Regions from separate parts of the Gossypium hirsutum genome. Here region 1 is linked to region 2. The links are chromatin contacts, called in public Hi-C maps. All regions are on one chromosome and are shown on one strand. The core of a region is the stretch at or near the end of the contact, and the rest is flanking DNA. Distances in the headings are between cores, read along the strand shown.

Evidence for each region. A called contact is a pair of places that touch in the nucleus more often than the background predicts.
Region 1: a contact with region 2 is called in a Hi-C map of leaf, with 1.8 times the contacts expected there. The contact joins two enhancer-like sites. A contact is called at or near these places in 4 of 34 Hi-C or Micro-C datasets (anther, callus and leaf).

The regions. Positions count from the first base shown.
Region 1 is chrA07:11,787,747-11,792,464 of Gossypium_hirsutum_v2.1, forward strand. LOC107936799 (a long non-coding RNA gene) reads right to left here. Exons shown (of 2, transcript XR_001694496.2): 2 at 4,291-4,706. Among protein-coding and RNA genes, the nearest start is that of LOC107936799, 3.0 kb to the right of the region's middle. Within about 2 kb of position 2,200, at least 1 of the 9 cell types and tissues checked has an H3K27ac peak or open chromatin away from gene starts, as enhancers often do. A contact at or near this core is called in leaf, where this site is marked.
Region 2 is chrA07:11,474,193-11,479,185 of Gossypium_hirsutum_v2.1, forward strand. No RefSeq gene overlaps it. Among protein-coding and RNA genes, the nearest start is that of LOC121232113, 30 kb to the left of the region's middle. Within about 2 kb of position 3,194, at least 9 of the 9 cell types and tissues checked have an H3K27ac peak or open chromatin away from gene starts, as enhancers often do. A contact at or near this core is called in leaf, where this site is marked.

The sequences.
Region 1 (4,718 bases), core at 950-3,449, 310 kb after region 2:
TGTTTTATCTTTTTAAATTTTTTATTTATATATATTTTTAAATTTATGCTTTATCTTATTTTATATTAAAATAAAGAATAGTTTAATTAAAATATAAAGAAAGCATCATCTGTCATTAAAAAAGAAGTGTCACATATCATCAAAATAGGTCATCCACGTCAATAGAGAATTAAAGACCTTATAATATATATATTTATAAATACAAATTTAAGCACACTTAAAACTGTACTCTTTTAATTGTTACAATAATAATAATATCAATTAGAATATTATATTTTTAAATTTTTTAAAAGTAATTTTTATAATTTCATCATTATAATTCTTATGTGAATTTAATCTTTAAACCTTAATTTTGTAACTTAAGATTATACTTTTTTTTATATATTTTCATGAATGAGATAAAATGACACGTATTTGAAAGTAAGCAAAGCACCTTGCATGAATGCTAACAAACCACATGGATACAACATGGTTATAAATAATTGTCGGAACCATTTTTTTTAATACGGGAATCGACTTTGTTTGAAAGCGAAAATTAAAACGGGAGTCGCCACCGATCTTTATTAGGTGTGATCGGATAAGCTTTACTTTAATAAAACGTTTTAGTTTATTAAAACGGTGTGTTTGGTCTACAAAACTCAAGAAAACGGGTTCGGGAGTCAATTATGTGCGAGGAAGGATTAGCACCCTCGTCACGCCCAAAATTGGTACCGAATTGATTAGTTAGTGTCTTAAAGTAGAAAGTTGAAAATCGGGAATGGATTTAAAATACGATCTTTTTTATTAATGTTGATTTTAAAAATGCTTGAATTCAACCAAAAGATTGCTAAAGATTTTCTCGTCTCAAGATATCGGAGTATCACATCCCGTAAGTTAGGACGCGATACCTTGAACTCCCAAGCGCAAGTTTATCTTTAATTTTAATTGAAATTTCATGTGTTTCGAAACTTAAAAGGATATTTGGCTAATTAGGTTTAATGAGAAAACTGAAACCCCGTAAGTTAGGGCAAGATTCCTCGAATTTCCTAAAACGCGAAATATTACCTTATTTAAAATATTTTATTTTTTAATAATAGCGAATACAACATTTGAAGGCATACATTTATTTTGTTTGAAATAAAATAAAGCAATCTAAGTTGGATAAATATGTTGGGGTTTAATTCACGATGCGATGACACGAAAATAAAAATATAGTAATGAGTGTGGACATTAATACATGAATTTAATATTGCACAAGCGAATGACAATGATATGAACATGAATAAACGAATTAAAGAACACACATTAGCAATAGCCTCACAACATATATCATTTCAATGCTAGTATTAATAATTAAAGACAAGTGAATTAAATAATACAATTTAAAAATAAATAGTTGAAAGGAAACTAAAATAAAATAATTGCAACATAAATTTTAAAATGACAATGAATGAATTTAAAACAAATATTGTAAAAAAAAGAAAGTTAAAATCAACAATATACAAAACGATTTTTTTTTAAAAGAAAGAATGATATATATATATGAAGAACTTTAAAATAGATAATATGCATATATAAAATGGTTTAAAATAAATAACATATAAAATATTTAGAATAAATAATATGTAAAAGAAACTTGGAATAAATAATGTATAAAATCATTTAAATAGGAAGATATATGTATATGAATAATCCAAAATGAATAATGTATAAAAGTTTAAAGTAAGAAGATATATAAATAATTTCAGAATAAATAAGGTGTAATAGCTTGAAATAAATAATATATGTAGAATTCAAAATGAGTAATAGTTTAAATATATATAATATGTAAAAGAAAAAATGATTTGAAATAAATAATATATAAACTTAAAATGAATAATAATAATAGTTTTTTTAAATGAAAAAAATAAATAAATAAATCAATTAAACAGACTAAGGATTAGGCTGAAATAGAATTAAAATTTAAGGTAAAAATTGTAAAAAATGAAAAGAAGGCCATCCAGGACCGAAATGAATCACACTGAAACGACGAGGGACTGGCTAGGAAATATTCCCAATCCTTATGAGCCTCGTTTCAGCAGGGACTCAAATGTAATCAGAAGAAAATTATCCAGCCAGATTTATAAAAAAATAAATAAAGTGAATGAAGGGGCCAAATAGTGAGGCGCACAAAGACGGAGGGACCCCACGCATAAATATCCCAATAATGGGAAACATGCGGATCCCCCCTTGGGTACGGGTCGAATTCAGGTTCCCTCCCTGAAACGACACCGTTTTGAGGCCTGTGGGGAGGGTCTGAAACTACGTCGTTTCGCATGGCTATTAAAGCCAAAAAAAAAATTTAAAATTTTCATTTCTCTCATTCCTTTTTAAAAAAAACAGAAATAGCCCCCCATCTTCTCTGCGAGGGTTTCGAAAGAACCCCTCTTGAGCCGTCGTCATCAACTCGCCGCTCCTCTACCGTGGGCGATGGTCGGAGCGACAAAGGATCGGTTTTCAGCCCTACTTCCAAAAGAATCGAGGGCCACACCCTTTTCAGGCCAAAAAAAACGAGAGAGAAGCCCTTTTACCTCGCTCTTGGATTCGATTCCGGTGACGGAGAATAAGCTTCGACGACGCAACCCTGAGGCTGCTCTGGTAAGTATCTCCTTCTCTTCTACTTTTATTTTCGTATTTATATGAGAAAATAAAAATAAAATAAACTTAAGATTAAAATGATAAATAATCCGAAAATCACCTTAAAAGTTTAGATCTTTTGTTTTTCTATTCTAAAATCTCGAAAGAAGGTACAAGCATGTTGATGTGGCTTTTATAGCCAAATTACAAGACTTTTTATTTCTATATTTTTGTCGTTTTCTCGTTGTTTTCTCTGTTGCTTGCATGTGGATCTTGATTTGCAGGTGGTGTCAAAGAAGCGTGCGATGGCAGGTGACAGACGAGCCGAGTGGCGGTGGCAGAGGCGCACGGAGAAGGCTGAAGACGTGGTCATGCGGCTAGGGTTTTCCCTTTTTACTTTTTTTGGCTAAAAATTAGTTAAGGCTGTGGGCTGATTGGACCTCTAGAGTTTTAATATTTAGGCTGTAATTGGGTTGGCAACTTTGGTTTAAGTTTGTTGTAAATGGACTGGTACATTGGGCTTATTTATTATGTTTATTTTTTGACTTTATTTTGTAAATTAGGCCAGGCCAAAATTGGCCTATTACAATAATCTTTTGGATCAATCTTTTTTTTATCCTTGTACTTCTTCTTGAGTGTTCGTTTTATTTTAGATTTTTTTTATATCATGCTTATCTTTAAGCATATTTTCTTTTCCACTTTTAAATTGAAGGAAAGGTGCATTTAAATATGATTGAATTTATGTTCTCTTCAAGTAACAGCATCAATTAAATTAAGGCTCAATCAACATTAAGTTTATTTTTTTAATGATAGTGACTATGAGTTTGCTTGAGTCATGTTTTGGTCATATTCTTGTATGATATTTAATAATATAAATGGTTATTCAAGTTCAGCCCGACCTTGATATAGGTTTTAAATTTTGGTGAAGTCCATTTGTATTTATAAAATGGCCAATTTGAATATGTTTGGGTCTACCAATATTATATGTTGAAATTTTAAAAAAAATTATTTTTTAGTATTTAGTAATTTTATATATAGATATTTTTCTACCATCATTATATATATTTTTAGTTATAAACAATGAAACATATTTTTTAGTACTTACATTATAATATAGTATATTTAATCATTATATATATTTTTAGTTATAAACAATGAAACATATTTTTTAGTACTTACATTATAATATAGTATATTTACTTTCTATATGAAATAAATTATATGATACATAAAAGAAAAGAAAAATAAAATATTCTAAACCTAAAAATTGGGTTGAACCATGTCGAACTTGAACTTTGAACGGATGCAAATCTGAGGGGGCATGCAAGAGCCTTAACCCCTAAAAATGAAAATTTTACTGTTTGGCTTTTGTGATAAAGGATGGAATTATAAGTTAATATGTGGTAAAACTATACTTTGGCCCAAAAATTAGAAACAAATTCTATTTAGTCCCTTTAAGAATGATGAAATCATAATTTGATAAATAACAAAATTATATTTTGACCTCTCAAAAATTTATAATTTAATTTTGACCCCAACTAAAATAATTTTTGATTTCACCCCTGACTTTAAATATTAGAATCTAAATATGAACCATATTTTAAATGAACCTAATTATTTTATCAAAATTTAATTTTAAATCTAATATTTTTATTCAAATTCTCTTTAATATCCTGCCTTAAATGAGTACTCCACTTTTGAAAAAGTGGTAGTTGTTGATATTTCATTTATAGTTATTGTTGTAGGCCAATTTTGGGCCTGTTACAACCAATACTAGCCTACCACCCCAATAAACCCAAACAACCAGATCAACACTCATTTACATTACAAAATACCCACAGTCCAACAACCTAAAACACCCCTTCACCCACTAACCTAACCCACTAACCTAAACCCAAGACCCAATATTACCAAACCCAATTAACCCACTCAAAACCCTTGGCTCAACTAAAATAGCCCAACATCAAAAACAAAAAAACAAAAATAAGAAACCCTAGTCCCCTAAAGCTATAGCCGCCGACCTAATCCCCAACTGCCCTCTGCACCATTGACCGCCTGCACCATCGGTCACCTCAGCACCGCCATTCAACCACCACTTGCTCCAACTGCTCCTGCAAGAACAC
Region 2 (4,993 bases), core at 1,944-4,443:
ATAATGAAACACAGGCTACCTAATGCACTAACAATCCACCATCTTCTAAAATTGGCTAATTGTGACTTTGAATCTTTAATTATTTACTATATATACCCTCTATTAAATAAAAGTTATTAGTGATTCAATTTTATCATTTTTATAATTTATTTATTTTTACATTAATTAACTATTCGATCATTAAAATTATTTGACCAAAATTTTTGATATTATTATAATAAACTCGTAAATATTAAATAATAATTTTTACAGACTCGATCATCAGTAAATAGTATTTTTAAACCGCCATTTCGATACCATTAAAAAATGAGCTATCACAGGATATATATTGTTTATATTCACAATTGTAATTGTACATTAAAAAAAACTTTCATTTTATATTATTTAATAATTAAAAAAAGCATTTGGTAAAATAGATACAAAAATTTGTTTTCAATAATGACAATATCAGAAAATTTTAAATTTTTTTACATTTATATGAATTTGAATCAAGATAATAGATTTAATAATGTGTTTTAAAAAATTTTTGTCGTATATTGCGTTTTTGATAAAATAGTGAAAACAAAATTTTTATTTTTATTTTATGATTTATATATTTTTTCATTAATAATGTTTTCTACAATATTTTCCATTTTGAAAAATAAAATAAAAAATAAAAAATGACATATGTTTCCTAAAACCAAATAGAGTGTTAGGTTCCATTTTATTTTTAAAAATATTTTATATTTTCATTTTTAAAAATTAACGTTTATTTTTATTTTTTTGAAAATTGAAAAGCATGTTTGTTAAATAAAAGCAAAAAAAAATAATTTCAATAATGAAAACATGTTTAATACGTATTTTCATACAATAAAAAGATCATAATCAAAATAAAAAAAATTATATATTTTAATGAGTTCGAACTACGATAACAAATTTGATATTTGAAAATTATTGAAATAAAAAAAATTGAATTTAGATGTGTTTTAATCCTAGTCCATTTATATAAAATTAAAAATAATTTAATTTTTTCAATTTTACAAAATATTTTTGGTCAAAATAATTAAAAACAATTTAATTACAAAATCGAAAATGATTTTTGTTTCTTAAAATCAAACAAAGTCTTAAAATTTTTTTTATCACAAAAAAAATAGAAACAGATCAATCAATCGAATAGGATTAAATTGAAAATAGTTAAAACATATTTAATGATTTATCAAACATACATTTAATTGCAATAAAAAATGAAAAAGTTATTTAAGAAATAAAATAATTTAAAGACATTTAAACTTTTTAAATCTTTTTCTGTATGCCTTTTTCCTCTAATCTCATTTAATTAAAGCTATTTTTTACTGTAATTAAAACTTTAAATCATAGAGTCGTTATAGGTTTAAAAACCAAAGTTTTGGACTTTACTATAAAAATAATGTCAACCATCTTTTAGCATATAAGACAAATGCAACCAACCAATCAATCAACCCTAACCATAGATATCCTAATTATGATAATGGATTAGAAAAAAAAAACTAATAATTTTCTCAACTGTTATGTTACAATTTCTGAAATAAGTATTTTGAAGTAGCGAAAATGATGACAATTGCTCAAGGACAAACAATCAGTTTACATGTTATCATAAAATCAAGTGGTGCTTTACTTGTATTCTAAATCCAAATCGTATTATATATAGTATTATTTTATTAAAAAACATAAAAAAATAAAAATAAAAATATATTTACATTAATATTTGTTTATTTATAAAAGTAAAGTACTTTTATAAGCACAAAGTATAAACAATGCACATGTATTTAACAATTTCAAAAATGAACACAATCACAAAGTGTTGGATTTGGTGTTTTAACTGTAGTATTTTCGTCAATATGTAGTTGTAATTTTTTGAAATAAATTGGTTAATAAAACAAATTTACTTGATTACATTAATATACTTTGTATAATTATCCTCACATGGTTTTTGTATGTAAAATAAAATGGAAGAAAATGTTGCTCATTAATTGTCTAATGTTTAACTAATACTAAGCGATATTACATGGTTGGATCGTAGTACGAAAAGACATCTTATGTTAATAAATCTAAACATGTCTTTAGTCTAATCTAAAAAGAGAAAACCGATTGAAAGATTAAAATGTCATCTATCAAGTCCAATTTAAGAGATGTCTTTTCTTGGGCATTGTAATAGGTCCATTTTGCCCGGCCCGAGCCCAAACCAATAAAAACAAGATAAGTAAAAAGATTCAGCAGTCCATTTACACATTAAAAGGACCCAAATATAAAACCAAGCCCGAAAAACCCAAATAACCTAAATTCCTAACCCACTTCCTACCGGCCCGATAGGCCCAATGCCTAAACCAATCTCAGCTAGCAGGAAATCCTAGTCTCCCTTAACGCCGCACGTCCCATGTGCCTCGTCGGCACGTCCAACGCCTGAGGCTCGACTCCCCTTTGTCCCGTTGCACCAAAACGAAAGCCCCCCTTTGTTGACCTTCCCCGACCTGCAAACATACCCAAAAGAGGAACAGAGACAAGGCAACACGCAAAGGTAAACAGTAGAAATAGAGGCCTAAACGAAAATAAAAAATAGATTGTATTTCGGCTATAAAGCCAAGAAAGAACAGATTGTATTTTTTTTTACAGACGATTAAGCAATCAAAAAGCAAAAAACAAAAAAGGTTGATTTTAAATCTCAATTTCTTGTTCTTTTTTCTTTCGATTTTATTTTTTATTTATTTTTCTACCTTTTAAATTTATTTTTAACAAAAAAATAAATAAAAAGGAAAAGGAAAAACTTACCCAAAACCCCGGGTTTGCGTCGCTGGAGTCTTCTTTCCCGTCGTCGGAATCGACCCAAGGAGGAGGCAGGGGGTTCTTTCTCTTTTGTTTTCTTCGGTCTAGGGAGCCTCACCATCGAATCGCCCTTCAAGAGGGTCACAAACCCGATTCCATGAGGCTTTGGACCACCGTCTACGGTGGAATCCACGGCGGGTTCACGATGGTCTAACGGCGGCTCAAAGAGGGCTATAAACCCTAGAAAAAAAATGCAAATGGGGGGGTATTCTCTGAAATTTTTTAGAAAAGAGGAAGCAAATAAAAAAATGGCTTAAATGATAATGCAAAAAGGGTATCGTTTTGCACCTGGGTTTCTAACGCTGAAACGGCATCGTTTGGAGGGCCCGTGCGCGACCCGACCCACTCTAGGGGGGTCCACGCGTTTCCTTTAAGAGGGAAAATATCTACTTTAGTCCCTCCGCTTTTGTGATGCGCGCAATTTAGTTGTATCCTATTTTTATTTTTTTTAATTTCATCACAAACTTTTAACTTTGTTTTATTCTGGTCCTTAGACCGTTTAAAAGGGTTAAATGCTTGAAACGAGGGCATTTTGAAGACAAGGGATAATTTCCCTGTTGGTCCTTTCTTGTTTTCATACGTCAAATTATAACCCTTATGTTATTTGTTTCATTTAATTTGTCTCTTTAACTTTATTTTAGCATCAAATTAACCTCTCGTTTGGATTCTTTTATTTATTCGTCCACTCGCTATTATTTGAGAATTTAAATTTCAGTTTATCTTTTAGTTTTGTTTAAGTTCCGACTTAGTCCTTTTGTTCTAATTAATTAATTAATTTATTTATTTACTTGTTCATTTGTTCATTATTCTTTTATTTTATTTGTTCGCTCCTTCGTTTACTTGTTCATATATATATATGTATGTATATTATACATTCATATTTTATTATAATCCTTGTGTTCATTTGTCATTGTCCTTTCGTTCCTCTTTAAATTTTTGTTTGTTTTCATTTAATTATTTTATTTATAATTTTGTTATTATTGTCATTTCAGCATCTATCATTTTTACTTCATTGTTATTTATTCCTTTATCCATTTATTATCTTTTTATATATGTATATATATTTTTAAAGGAAACTGAATTATTTATATTACCTATCGTTATTATTATTATTGTTATTACTATTTATATTTATTTATCTACCTATGTTTTATTACAAATTATATTTTAAATTTCATTTATCCTTTAATTTGGTTCTTTACTTTCAATATTTTTTAAATCTTTTCCCTTATATTTATTTATTCATTATTACTTTATTATTATTATTATTATTTATTTCATCTTTACTTATTCATATTCATATGTATTATTGTTATTGCAATTTGTCTGTTAATATTACCATGACTATTATAGTATATTAGTATTATCATATCATTTATTTATCATATATTCTTGGCTCGTATAGTTGTTTTATTTTATTGCATTATTATTCCCCATGAACTATGTTTACATATAATTGATTGTCTTTGTATTATGCTTCAAAATAACCCATGGCATTTTGAACTTACGTTTGATAAAATTTTTAAGAAATAAAGAAAAATTTAAAGTAAGGCAATGTTCTGCATTTGAAAATTCGAGAGATCGTGCCCTAACGTACTGGGTTTTGATTTTTCTCGTTTGATCCGAATGACCGAATAACCTTTAAGAATTAAAACGTATGAGTTTTGAAAATCAAAAGGCCAACTTATTCTCGAGGGTCTGAAATGTTGCGTCCTAAAGTACTGGATGTGGCATTTTATTACTTTGGGATTAGAAGGTCTTTAGAATCCAATTCGATTTACTCAAGCAAATTCTTTGTATAGATCAACGTAAAAAAAGGGATCGTATTCTAAATTCTTTTCGAGTTTTTTTAGATTTCGACATTAAGACATTAATTAATAAATTAGGTACCAATTTTGGGCGTTACGAGGGTGCTAATCCTTCCTCGTACGTAACTGACTCCCGAACCCATTTTCTCAAATTTCGTAGACCAAAATCGTTGTTTTAATAAAACAAAATGTTTTATTAAAATAACCAAATTTCTAGGTGATCTGATCACACCTAAACAAAAAGATTGGCGGTGACTCCCAATTTTCGTTTATCGTTTTCAAAACCAAAGTCGATCCTCGTTTTCAAAAGAAAGGTTTCGACAGCTTGGCGACTCCGCTAGGGAACA